Regions from separate parts of the Bactrocera dorsalis genome. Here region 2 is linked to region 1. Evidence: chromatin contacts called from public Hi-C data. All regions are on one chromosome and are shown on one strand. Each heading gives the region's core, a stretch centred on a gene start, on an enhancer-like site or on the middle of the called end of the contact. The rest is flanking DNA. Distances are from core to core; before and after follow the strand shown.

Region 1 (6,854 bases), core at 4,215-6,714:
ACGCTTGTAACCTCGGAAACCTGTTTTGAGGTCGATAATAAAAATTTTTATTATCCGGGTCATTTTTGATCAGATAGCATTATATAATATATATTAAAATAAGATCAAATAGCAGCTATGGAACAACAAAATTAATAAAAATTTATCAAATTTATCAAGTAAAGAATCAAAGTTTTTTTTTAAATATTGGGCTACGTAACGTTTTTCAAAATTCTTAGAGTTAATAGATATAGTAAACATGGGTGCGATCACTATGAGAAAAAAATCGAAAAATTTTTTGCAAGAGAGAATAACCCCAAATTTTAAATTTCGTTTCGCTTATAAGGTTATTCTCATCTTTCACAGACTGTACCTTAATGATCGTATTAAATATAGTCAACAGAGAAACAAGGAATTGAGTTCGAAATATCGAAAAATAATATGCATAGAATTTTTAACCAACGCAAAATACAGAATGACAGAAATTAAATGAGGTTGAAGGCATTGAAATGAAATTTGCTTGCTGCGCCATTGCCATAGCCGTGGCCGCCTTATCAAACCCCGTGGGATATCACATTTATTTGTTATTTACATTTTTTTTTTTATTTTTGTGTTGATAATGCGGTATTTGCGCACATATACCTACATGCATAGGTATATATTTATGGTATGTATAGGTGCTTTAGCTAGAATTTTTCACAAATGGTCGACAAATAACACCTCCAACCATAGCATGGCACCGCCTGAGTAATACTTATACTTGCGAAATGAAAAACACAAATAAAACGCAATGAAAGTTGCAAAATGAACAAGTAAACAACAACAAATTAGTAGAAAGAAACAATAATAAGACAAGTTGAATGGCGAAAAATCCATTCTCGACAACAAAACCGGCAAACTAAACAACCGTTTCACGAGTCTGGCGCTTCATTCAGCTTGTGGCTGGATGACTAGACCGCCAGTGTGGTTGACTAACTAAATAAAAGTCTGTGTGCTTTGCAATTAACAATTAAAATTTTAATGTCCGCATTGCTGTTTGCAGTTTATTTTTGCTCGCATGACATTCGGCGAGAAAATTGGAAAAAGACGAGAGCCATCCAGCAAAAAGACGAAGAAGCTGCAAATGTGTAAGCAAAAACCCAACAAAAAACAAACGTGCTTGCACTGCAGAGATAAAATACCCTTCACAAATAAAAAAAAGTTTCGATACAATAACCTGATTTCGAGCGTTCAGTCTGTATGGCACCTATAAGCTATAGTACTCCGATCTGAACAATATGTTCGCAGATTGAACCCATCCCTTGGACAATAATCTGTGCCAAATTTCCTGAAAATATATTTTCAAATAAAACAATTTTCCGTACAAGGACTTGGGTTTGAGTGATCAGTTTGTATGGCAGCTAACCGCTATAATGATGATATATCGGCGATTTTGACAAATGGGTAGCTTAATGGGAAGAAAAGAGTCAGATCAATGTCTCAAATGCTGAGGGACCACTACGCGTAAATAGGGTATAAAAAAAGCAGCTTTTTCGAGCGGTGCCGATAGCAAACACTGTTTGGACACTTCTTATTGGCGGCACTTAGCCAGCCAAACACGGCCTGAAGTAGTTATTCTTGTTCTGTTTTTATAAAAAAAAATTTCTTTGACACTTTGCTGTAACAGAAATCATTCTTTTTCTGGCGCTGCTGATTGTCAGCCTCAGTTTTGCACTCTTCCTTGAAAGGCAAAAGCCGGACGAGATTTTTTCTTCCCAGCCTAGTAAGCCACATTGAGGCCAACCAGTTTCAGTCATGTCCAGTAGCTGACGAATCCAGCAAAGACATTCACATTGCATAAGCACATGCTATCTGCCCTTCTTGCGCTCTACGAAGCGAACGCGTATGCGTACTTTATAGTGAGTGTTGTCGTTATTATTGTTGCTGTTGTGTTTAAGACTATTGTACCAGTGAATGGCGGCCAAAAGGATTTTTAAGTGTGGCAAGTACGGGCGTAAGCGAGCTAATAACATTTTGCGTTTTAAATGAGCGTGCGTTAGTTTGGCGCCAGTGGGGGTAGGGGCGGCCAGCATAACGTCACGTCGTTCTGAAGCGAGGGTGAAACCGAATTATGCGTTGGAGGACAACATTAACGGGCAGTGTAGCCATAGTCGTCGCCATCACTACCAAAACAACAGCAACACACTACAAAACTTTCGCCTACGTGTGTGTGTGTATGTGTGTGCGCAGCACATTTATAGTATAACATTGAAGGGTGGGTGATGAGTGTTGGGCGCTGGCTGTTTTGACTAAAATTTTGTTGTTGTACATTGTAAGCGACAGCATAGTAGTTGCGCGCTAGAGCTTTGACAATGATAATAATGATGGCGACAAAGCTAAGCAAGTGTCAGAATGGCTGAAGGTTACACAGGAAGCGGCGTCAAAGTGGCACAGACATTGAGACTGGCAGGTACACATGTACAGGCATACATATAGGCACTTAACAGCATTACCTTTTTGCTGTTTCGTATTTGCCACAAATGTATGTACATACGTTTGTGTGCACAAACGCTCGTAGGCAGTGAAATATCGATCGACATAGAAGTGAACGCGCCTTTTAGGCAGCGGGTGGTTGGACTGGCGCTCGAACGTTTTTAAAATTATTGACTGATTATTTTATTTCCGCGACGTATTGTGTATTTTTGGCAGCAAAACGACTACGTTTTAATGCAACAGTATTTATTTGAGTTGATATGTTGTTTTTGTGCATAAATTTCTGATCAGTTTTCCAACTGAGAAGTTGAAGATTATTTGCGTTTAGTCATCACTGGTGATATTCGGCTACAATCGTGTAATGATGTCAAGGCCTTTAATCATTTATGTGTTTACAAACATTTGTACATTCAAAATTACATATTGTTTGTGATACACTGCCGCCAGTAACATGAATAGCAATAATTCTATATCCAGCTAAGCTTTTATTCAAATTATAGCGCTGTTGAGAGCCTTCGGACACAAAACAATTTATAATTTGAAATTACAAAGGTAACTGTATTGATAAGCTCTTATTACAAGGTGTACACACCTACAAATTTACATAGATTAAAAAAAAATTGAAACGTTAATTATAGAATCGTGGCTCAAAAATTAAACAAAATTTATGTTAAATATCTGGGAAAATCAAAAATTGGCTATCGTTGCAGCTAATTTTGAAAACTGCCAGAAGTCTTTTTAAAACCTAGAACTAGAAATGCATTACTGCAATTACATACAAAACTTATTTCCTACAGCTATAGCCAATAAATAGGTAGGTACCGGGCATTATTATAAAATTTAAATTTCTACGGCAATTTGCAGAATTATGTCATGGTTTACAAAAACAAATGACAATACAAAAAACAAAGAGAAATACCTAATTACTACAACTTGACAAGAACGAATTGGAAGCTGCACACAATGTATTACTTGTCAATAGAAAAATAAAGAAACAAAAATAAAAGCTTGCAACATTATCTATTATTATTACCATAAATTGATTGAATTAGTAAAAGTCGTGGAGCAGTCCATAAAAAATATTATATAAAACCTTGGATTGATCTTAGTTGCAGTAACTATGGTATATGCTTATGTACATATGTAGCAAATCGGTGTATATGGATCGCACAGCTGCACGGTACAATGTACCGCATGATTTTCAACAGACGAACTAATCAACTGTAGCATGTAGCGGCTGCACAGTTGATGTGAAGATGGATAGAAACTATACATGTAGTACATAGTATATACGTAGACGTGCATGCAAATGTACGGAATGAATGATTTATTAGCACAGACAATATGCTACAAAAGTATAAAACAAAGAAAGGTAATCAACAAAGACCAAATCGAGTTGCACTGAGCTGGAGCACTCGGACAGCTTCAAATACATACATACATGTACAAATATATCGTGTAAACTGCGGCATCTATTCCAAAGTCCATCATCGTACACAATTTACAGTTGATTGCTGTTTTTCTATCTTCTTTATTACCGATTTTATTACTAGCAACTATCAATGAACGTAAAATACAATTACTCTTACAAAAAAATTATCTGTATATGTACATATGTATGTATGCAACAAGCAGCTTAGTATCAGTTAGCATTAGATAATCAATAATAAACAAGCTAAATTAAGGGAACAGCAAATTAGAAAATTGAAGAAACTTTACACGGAAACAATTTTTTGTAAATATCGGGAATGTGGAGTTCCTTACTTGCTAAGTCACCGCAAACAAGCTCTTTAAAATAACAAAAATTATAAACATAGATCTTATGCATATACTATGGTATTTATGTTAAATGAGGTACATACCTTTACAATTGATTCTATATTTACAATTTATATTGTTTATTCCGTTGATTCAGTATTATTTCTTAGGATTTGAAGGAACACTTCGTTGTATCTGCGATCCTGTTTTAAAAAAGGTAGTTTGCCAAAAATTTCCACGGTGGCAAGAACAAGTACAAATACACAGCAAACCTGACACTTCAATACTAGGGTACTCGAAGCATACGTTTCGCAACACGGCGAAAGAAAGTTGCAACCGCGTTAAATTGAGCGTTCTATTATAAGAAGGCGCCAATGCCGAACCTAAATGTTGATAAATGTCACGCTATGACGTCGAAAAGTTGAGGAATATGAAGATGTCGAAACGACCGACTACGACGACGACCTAGCCACTGACAATTGGGGGACGTTTGGACATTTTTCGCCTCACTTGCGGCACACATTCACATTCGCACTTTTCACTTGCTTCCTCTTTCACTAAACTTTTGATCTGTTTCGTATATATCAACGTCAATACACGTTTAATATTTTTATTTGTATCTAACTACACAAGCACTTTTTATATGATTTGAACTTTTCATTCAATATAATTATTGCTACGACAACAGATATATACAGAATTGTAGAAAAAATTTATATGTGGAAACTTTTTTGCACAGCTAGCAATTATTTCACTTCTGCTATCATTCGCTTCAATTCAATATTTGTATGTGCACTTTTCCATTCTTCTTTCACATTCACTTAACGCCAGCAACAACGACGTCGACAGCACTCGATTCACTTTGACACTGGAAGCAGCGCGTTTGCTGACTTTGCTTTTGCTGCCATTACCTTTGTCGACGTTGGAATTGTGCAGAGCAGCGAAAAAGGAGGGGAAAAAATACTGTCGGTTGAAAGGTCCGCGGGGACTGGATACGAATGCGCGAATGCATGGAGAGAGCGAAAAGCAAAGAAATTTTTTCACACACAACTTTCCGACCGGTTGGCGGTTTAGATAATCAATTTACACTTGTTTTTTGTTTATAACTAAAGTAATATTTAGAATTTATTGTTAGGTACTGGTTAATTTGTTAAATACTATATATTTATTTTAATGTTTCTTTTGCATTTCACTGCGATTCGTTCTTGCACTCGCGAACTCGGCTGCCCAAAAACACTTCAAAAAACTTCTTGGACGAACCAAATAGGGCTGCTGTAGTGTTATGATATTTTATATTAACATACGAAAAAATCAACTCTGATTTATAGGCGTACTAAATTTTTTATTTCTTAAGTTTAACTGAAAGGAAAATCTATTTTGTATTGACCAAATATTATTTTGAAAAAGATTTATTACGTTTACTCAATTATAAAATGTTATGAATATAAAGAAGAAGGATTTTGGCTTTTCTGCAGTGCTCAAAAACACTGTTTATCATAAATGCTCTAATGCGTTCGATAAAATGTGTCAGTCTTTAATTTATTTTGAGTTCCTCAATGTAACTTTGCTCAAAATATTAATGTGATTAAAAATTTAATAAAAAAGTACAGTCAAAGACTTTATTTCAACTTTCATGACCTCAAAAGATCTGTATTTGTTTTGAAGATAATTAATAACTTTTTCTATTACGTGAATCTGCCCTTTAATTCAACATTTGTGTATAACCAATTACTTATGTGAATTAATCTGTCGTTACATTCAAAATTTGCAAATAACCAGTTACATAGTTTTAACTTAGGTATAATTTTTTGAAGTGGGCATATGGCTATAACATATATATTTGAACAATTTACAACAATTACTGACCGCTAAAATTGAATAGTCTATTCCAGTTGGTTGGCAGAGTAAAACGATGACATATTGAGTGCAACCCTGTGGGAAAACATATTTTTGAAGCAACAAATTGCCATCGCTGATCAGATTATTCGAAAATTTCGACGAGTGTGGTTGATTTTGTTGGAAGTGCTATTCGCGTATAAAATATTTCATTTATATCAGCCCCTGATGGAAATAAAATCTAATTAAATACAGTAGAATCGCGGAAAAATTAACAAATATTCCATATTAATAAGAAGTGTAAGTGATAAATAATACTGTGGTGTTTCTAATTATGTAAGGATTTAAGTGTGCGGTCATTTATATACACAATTAAAAAAGAAATGGTGATTTCATTCATTTCGCAACTCAAGTTGTGTTGAAAGCCATAAAAAATTCGATGAAAAGTGGTAGTGGTAGTGAAACAATTATAAAATGGGAAAACAAAGAACGAATGTTGACACAAATAGCGGAGAAACTCCAGTGACTTCAATATGGCATCATCAATAAAACTTGATTTGATAAGTAAACCTAGACATTTGTGCTACAGAATTACTAATTATTAGTCATCGTATCGTTAGAATAGCACTGCATTTAAATATACATGCGTTTGTATGCACAAGGAAGATATAAATGCATAAGAAAACAGTGCCACTCCCCATTTCCAACTCCTTTATATTGGCTAGTTTCAGCGCTTATGCATGATATGAGGCTCCAGCACATATAGAACAAGTTAACAAACGCCCACAATAAATATACACACATACACA
Region 2 (6,730 bases), core at 807-3,306, 54 kb before region 1:
TTGTAAAAAAGTTGGCGCGTTGCTGAGGCAAGTGTATCAAACTAAAAGGCTAATATTGAGAAATTAATCACCAATTTTCCAATATTTTCGTTTTATTTTGTAGGTTAAGTACTTTTCGAACGGCCCTCGTATACAAAGACTAGCGCCAATAAGCAAAAGAACTAAAATAATTTATTATTTATTTAGTACCACGGTTCTATACAAACTATTCATGAAAATGCCTCCATATTACCACGGTTAGATTAGACAAAAAAAAACTCCTAACTGAAGAGTTAGTTAGACACCCACTATTTTTTATGTTACTTCAAGAGACCAGAAGGTATTTGAAATCTGTAGACTTGTGTTCCAAGCATCGAAAAGACAGTGCATATATTTATATGCTCATGGTTATAAATTCACTAATATGTATATACCGTGGATTTACGACACAAATCCACAATTACACTTTAACACACAGTTTAAACAAGTTCTTATTTCGGAGTTAAAAATCGCGCAAACACGAATAAACAAATACACAAATAATCACATACACAACTCATGAGTACAGAACCATACACTCTTTAAGAATAAAATGCTCTGCACTTTCCAGCAAAATATAAATAAAGTGGCGAGTAATTGTGGAGTTGCATAATTTGCAGAACGAATAAATTTCCCATAAAATAATATTTATACACGTGTTGTTGTATGTTTTGTAAATATTTGCGCACTTACCGCGACAGAAATGCACCGCCGCCATCGTCGCGTATCAGCAAACGGCCGCTGTTGTGCTGGTGCAATCCCTGCGATGACATATCGATAAACTCGCCGCTCCCCACCGCTGTGGGACGGAAGCTGGTGCTACCCGAGCTCGTAACACTGCCCGAACGACTAGCCTTTCCACCGGCGCCGCCAACAACAACACCGCCAGTGCCACTAGTACCACCACTCAGCTGTGGATATGAGATCAATTGCTGCTGTTGGTGTGAAAATGATTTTGTTGTCGATGTCGATGTAGATGCAGATGCAGTCGCAGACGCTGCAGCAGCTGGTGTGATTGGTATTAATGCGCCAGCTGCATTACCATTGCCCACAGTCACGGGCGATGGTATGGGTCGTGGCGCTGTGGCAAGACGATTGGTTTCTGGTGTGTGCGCGATACTCGTATAATGCTGCGGGTTGGTGGAGGTGAGCGATGCCAGCGACGGAGACGGAAATGTGCAAATGGGCAGGAATATGGTTATTAGTAATTTGTCATAAATATAAATAAAAGGAAAAAAACAAAAAGTGGTGAACTTACCATCTGCAGTACATCGCACTCCTTGGGCACCACATGCAACGTCAACACTGAAGGCGTTTGCTTGATCATCGACACGATTGTACTGTATGCAAGCCCGGCGATGGGTGTGTTGTTCACCATTAGAACGCGATCGCCCGTCTGCAGGTTGGCGTAGTGAGCAGGTCCGTTCGTTTGAACTTCTTTTATGAAAATGGTTTCCATCGCTTTCACTTGGTGGTGGTACGGATCAGATGCTTCCTACACACGCCAAAGCCAGTCGGTTAGTTAGTCAGCGAGCCAACCAGCCAGCCAGCCAGTCAACCAAGCCAAGCCGAGTCAAGTCAACAATCCAACAACGCAACGCAACGGCAGTCAAAGTGAGCCAACAACACCGAAAAATCGAGCGGTGGCGGCGAGAGCAGCAATTGGAGTCGCAGTGGAAATCGGCGACAGCGTCGGTGTGTGTGTGTTGCGATTCGTGTGCGAAAGAGGTGAAATAAAAGCAGAAAATTGAGTGAGTGAATGAGTTGCTCGACGGTTAAGTGTGAGAAAGTGTGCAAAATAAAGCAAAAAAAAAAAACAAAAAGTAACATAATAATAACGCCAAAGCGGCGAGAGGGGGCGGTGGTGTAAGAGATATGTTGGTAGATTTTTGTTTAGTTTTTATTTTTATTTGTTTTTTTTCTCAAATGTATGTATTTATAATGACTGCTGTGAAAAAATAAAACTCAACGAGCAATGTCTGTCGGTTGCAAATACGAAAGAGTGCTGTTGGTGGTGCTGGTCGGTCGGTCGTCACGTTCGTTTTTATTTTACGAGTATTACTTTTGCTATTGTTGGAGGTGTTTGTGTTGTTATTTAAAGTGGCAATCAACGAAGCATGGCAAAAACAAAAGCGAAAATGCTCAGCATAAAAGAAAGGCAAACTTTTAAGCCAAACAAAATCAGGGGAGAACAACAAAAACAACATACACTAAAAGTGCATGCGAATAACTGTAGACTGACCGTCTGATTTTACACTGAAAGGGGGCGCTTGACGGAGGTTCGCTATGTGTGCATGATACTTTTACGATTGACTTCAATTAGTTATAAATGGTAGAGTTAGGCGCCTAATCGGCTTTTCGTAAAAGTAAGAAATTCTGGTTTCCGATTTCAGTATCTCATCTGGTATGGAAAACTGTGACTGAGGCCTCAGTCGCCATAAAGAAACGTGCTAGTAGTTCTTTAGACATCCATCTCTTCATGTCTCGTTATTAATGGGACTACTGGGGGATCAACTTCACCCCCAGTAAATTCTACTTTAATTATGCTTCTTGCAGGTGTCAGAAATATTGCGACCGGTTTTTGCAGATGAAGTTTGGGATATTATGTTTCAAGGAATATAATGTTTCAAGGAAATAGTCAATTTAAACCTCTAAGACAGTAAACTGATCGAACTTTTTAACGATTTTGAAATTATAAAACACCCCAGTGAAGATATCTCTAAATCCGTAAAGCAAGCTCAGATCAGTCGTCGACAAACAGGACGGAGCAAGTCTCGAGTATCTTAGGGAGTACACTGTAGAAGCGTTTATGGAATAACGCCTCCAGTGAATACATCTCTAGATCCTCAAATCAAACTACGAGAGTTCCGATGTCAACAAACAGAACGATAAAAGTCTCCAGAACTTTAGGGAGTACACTGTAAGAGCTTTTAGGGATTTTAAACTACGAAAGCACAATCAGAATTCTAAAATGAGAGCTTTCATAACTTTGCATTAGAGGCAGATTTGGAGAATTTTCTCAGTGAATAGGTCGAATCCTATTAAAAGGAAACAACAGGCATCATCTATAAAAGATTTAAGAGATACGCGGCAATGTGGAAACAGCCTTTCCAGAATGTTGGTGGAACATAAACGGCTTGATTAAAGCTTTGAAAAATTAAGATGTTTTTAGAGTTGGAAGATGACAAATATAGACAAGATTTATACCTAAACTGATCTTGATAACAAGATAAACTTTTCCGCAGCTTTCTTAAAGCGGTATTTATGATTTTAGTTTCTCTCCTTGAGAACCTGAACGATGAATGAGAATTCCTTTTTTAACCATCACCCATTAGGTTAGGTTAGCTAAGAAATCGAACCTAACAGGTATCTCACATGAAGAGCTCAACATAACGCCACATTGTGGTACCTAAAACTCCTATATATAAGTAACTGGTCATAAAACACTCATTAATTGACAAGGCGCTTTAAATCTATCACAAATCTATTAAGACGGCTACTGTCAGTTTCGATTGTCTCCTCAGACCTCAATCTTACAAGAGCTGGACAATGGAGGAGATAATGGCTGGATGTTTCCAACTTATATTCTTCCATACAAATTTTGTAACTTACGTCCGACAAAATTTGTAGCCTTTCGTTATTGTCTATTAATCAATGTCTAGAGAGAGCTCCTACTATTGAGGCATGAACTTTGTTAAGAACAAGTAATACAGTAGATCTCCTGAATTCAAGACTTGGCCAACAGGACCACGCAGTCGCACAGAAGCTGGTCATTAAACAACGTCCACGTGGTCCAAAGGTCCAGTGCTAAGACATAAGATGGCAACGGAGATCTAACACCTTTTTATCTCAAAAGATCAAAATAATATTAGGAATTAATTTTTAAGTCATCAAAACACACATTTCGAACTTTCAGCGCATCCCCTCAGGCTGACTTTATATGCAAAATTCGCACACATGCGTAACCCATTCAAGTGACCGTCGGGCAAATAAATGTAATACTCCATATGTGTAAGATAATAGTTGGTAAATTTTGGTGAGGCATATGTACTTTAACGTTAACGCTTACCTGTGGCCAAGAGGGTTCATCTTCCGGTGGATAGGCAATGAAATGACGCAGCGTAAAACCGAAACCTTGATTCGGACGTCGTCGTATTACAACGACTTTTGGCTGTATGGCGCTACTATTGGTGTCTTGCAACATTTTTTCGGCAAATGCGGCTATTTTTTGTTTTTTATTTCAAATAACGGTGAGTTTGCGGCACAGCTACTACTATTATTACAACTACTATTATAAACAAGTATATTCTTATTTGCGTTTGTGTGCGGTAGGTACGCTGGCGGTCACTGTCTTAATGTCACTTCTATGGTATTTTACTTATTACGTTGACGGACGCCGGAGACGGGCGAAACAAGGTTGATTATAGTATTTAGTAATGGTGAGTTGGCAATGTTGGTTAATATTGGTTGTAGTTGGTGCTTGCTGTTGTTATTCTTGTTGTTGTTGAAGACATGCGTTGTTGGCTGTGCGCGTTCTCAAAATGTCCCCATTTGTGCTTACATACATTTGCGCTATAAATGGTAATTTCAGGTTGCTCTTTTTCCGGGGTTGCCTTTGTTGTTGTAACTTGTGTGCTTTTTTGCTGTATATTTTATGTTTACAACGTTTTTAGTTTTCGTTTGGAGTTTATTTTATTTTCTTTAAACTTTTTGCTTTTTCTTGTACTTTCTTGTACTCCGTTTTCGTAGGGGATTATGCGGTCTGATCCGGGTTTTTGTGCGTCATGCAATTACACTTATGTACAACCATCGGTGGCTTGCTTTAGTCCTTCGCTGTAGTCCTGCGTTCTTCGCCGCTCATCGTGTACCATATCGTTTGATATTGGTCCGCTTCAACGTAAGGCTTCTTCGGCCTGTGTTGCACCCTCACTCACCACCCGCTTTTTGGGAATTTCGACTTCCGCCTTCACACTTCGACTTGCTGAGTTTCGACTTTCATTAAGTCATGCTGCGGATTCACATTGTTCCTGTTCCGTTTTGAGTGTTTTTTTTTTGTTTTTAACTTTTCATTCCATGTTTTTGTTGTTGTTGTTGTTTATGATGCATGTGCTGGGTATATTATGTACATAATCTGAAAAAAGAGCAAAAAATAGAAATGGATCAGGTTAGTTGTCTGCTTTCAGGTAATTAAGTTTATAAAAGACGGAAGGAAAGCTCAAATATATTTATAGACACTTCCTGTAAGTGTGTGTGTGTGGCACGCCGTGCCAATTAGCTAAATAATAAATAATAAGTTAACTGGCACGTAGACCAAAGCACAAAATTTAATAAAAATTTGAAAAATAAAATAAAAAACTAAAAATTATATACATATAATATAAAAAAAATTTCATAAAATAAAACTACAAAAAAATTAACAAATTTAACAAAAAATTTAACAAAAAAATTACCAAAAATAACAAAAACAAATTAACAAAAAAATTAACAAAAACAACTAAAAACCAAAAACCAATTTACGAGCGAAACTTTAAACCTCATTTCCGGTGTCAAAAAAACTGAAAAATAACACAACAAAAACACATAGGTAATCATAAAAATTACACAAAATTAGCGAATTGCGCCAAAACTCTATTGGAGCACTCGGAACGAATTGATTATTTCCGCAAACAAAGCTCAGCTGTGGCAGACGAGAAGCAAATTGGTTTTCTTAAATTTAATTTCAGCTTGCTGCAATGTGTATTAGTTACAACACCAAAGCAGATAAACATTTTTAATCCAAATTCGCGTAGTCAACACATACTGATATACATACATACAGAGTAGGGTGACCCTAAAACTATACTATTGAATTCAAACTATGCTGTTGAATTCTTGGGTCAAAATTAACCAGTATAAAGAGAGAGAGAGCTTAAAAAAAAATAAATTATGCTGCACCGGAGCTTTAATACCCTTAACAGGCGCAGCTTTTATATAATAAAAGGGTATATAAATTTTTTTTCGTGATTTTCCTAGGAGAGTTTGTATGACAGCTATATGCTAAAGTGGTACGAATTGAATAATTTTTTCGGAGATTGTACCCATCCCTTAGATATTGATCTATGCCAAATTTCGTGAAGATATCTTGTCAAACAAAAAAGTTTTCCATACACGAATTTGATTTTCATCGTTCAGTTTGTATGACAGCTTTATGTTATAGTGGTCCGATTTCAACCAAATGTTCGGAGATTGTAGCGGCGCTTTTCACAAAAATTCCTGCCAAATTTCGTAAAGATATCTTCGACAAATAAAAAAATGTTCTATAGAGGAACTTGATTTCGATCGCGTAGTTTGTATGGCAGCTGTCTGCTATAGTGGTCCGATTTTCGTGAAGATATCTCGACAAATAAAAAAAATTTCCATAGAGGAACTCAGTTTGTACGACAGCTATATGCTATAGTGGTCCAATATCGGCGCTACCGACAAATGAGCAGCTTGCTGAGGAGAAAAAACTATTTGCAAAATTTCTAATCAAAATCTCAAAAACGGACGGACATAGATATATCGACTAAGCTTGACCACTTAATATAATATTTTTAGTGGAACAGGCAGACTGCTCATCCACATTTTCTAAAATTAAACCAAAAATTAAGCCTTCCAGCGCTATTTTATTTCAACACATGAATTCATGGGGTTAGCTTTTGGCGCACCCTAATACATATATATTTTTGTATGC

What was found. A called contact is a pair of places that touch in the nucleus more often than the background predicts.
Region 2: a contact with region 1 is called in a Hi-C map of whole body, with 5 times the contacts expected there. The contact joins the enhancer-like site here to the promoter of LOC105229445 in region 1. A contact is called at or near these places in 2 of 2 Hi-C or Micro-C datasets (both in whole body).

Annotation. Positions count from the first base shown.
Region 1 is chr4:45,843,794-45,850,647 of ASM2337382v1, reverse strand. It overlaps LOC105229445 (rho GTPase-activating protein 21), which reads right to left and starts at 5,464. Exons shown (of 16, transcript XM_049456295.1): 1 at 5,121-5,464; 2 at 4,314-4,885. It overlaps LOC105228808 (integrin beta-PS), which reads left to right and starts at 6,181. Exons shown (of 9, transcript XM_049456606.1): 1 at 6,181-6,345.
Region 2 is chr4:45,894,072-45,900,801 of ASM2337382v1, reverse strand. It overlaps LOC105229445 (rho GTPase-activating protein 21), which reads right to left. Exons shown (of 16, transcript XM_049456295.1): 3 at 4,088-5,149; 4 at 1,277-1,513; 5 at 712-1,148. The coding sequence starts at 4,222. Among protein-coding and RNA genes, the nearest start is that of LOC105229445, 52 kb to the right of the region's middle. Within about 2 kb of position 2,056, the one cell type or tissue checked has open chromatin away from gene starts, as enhancers often do.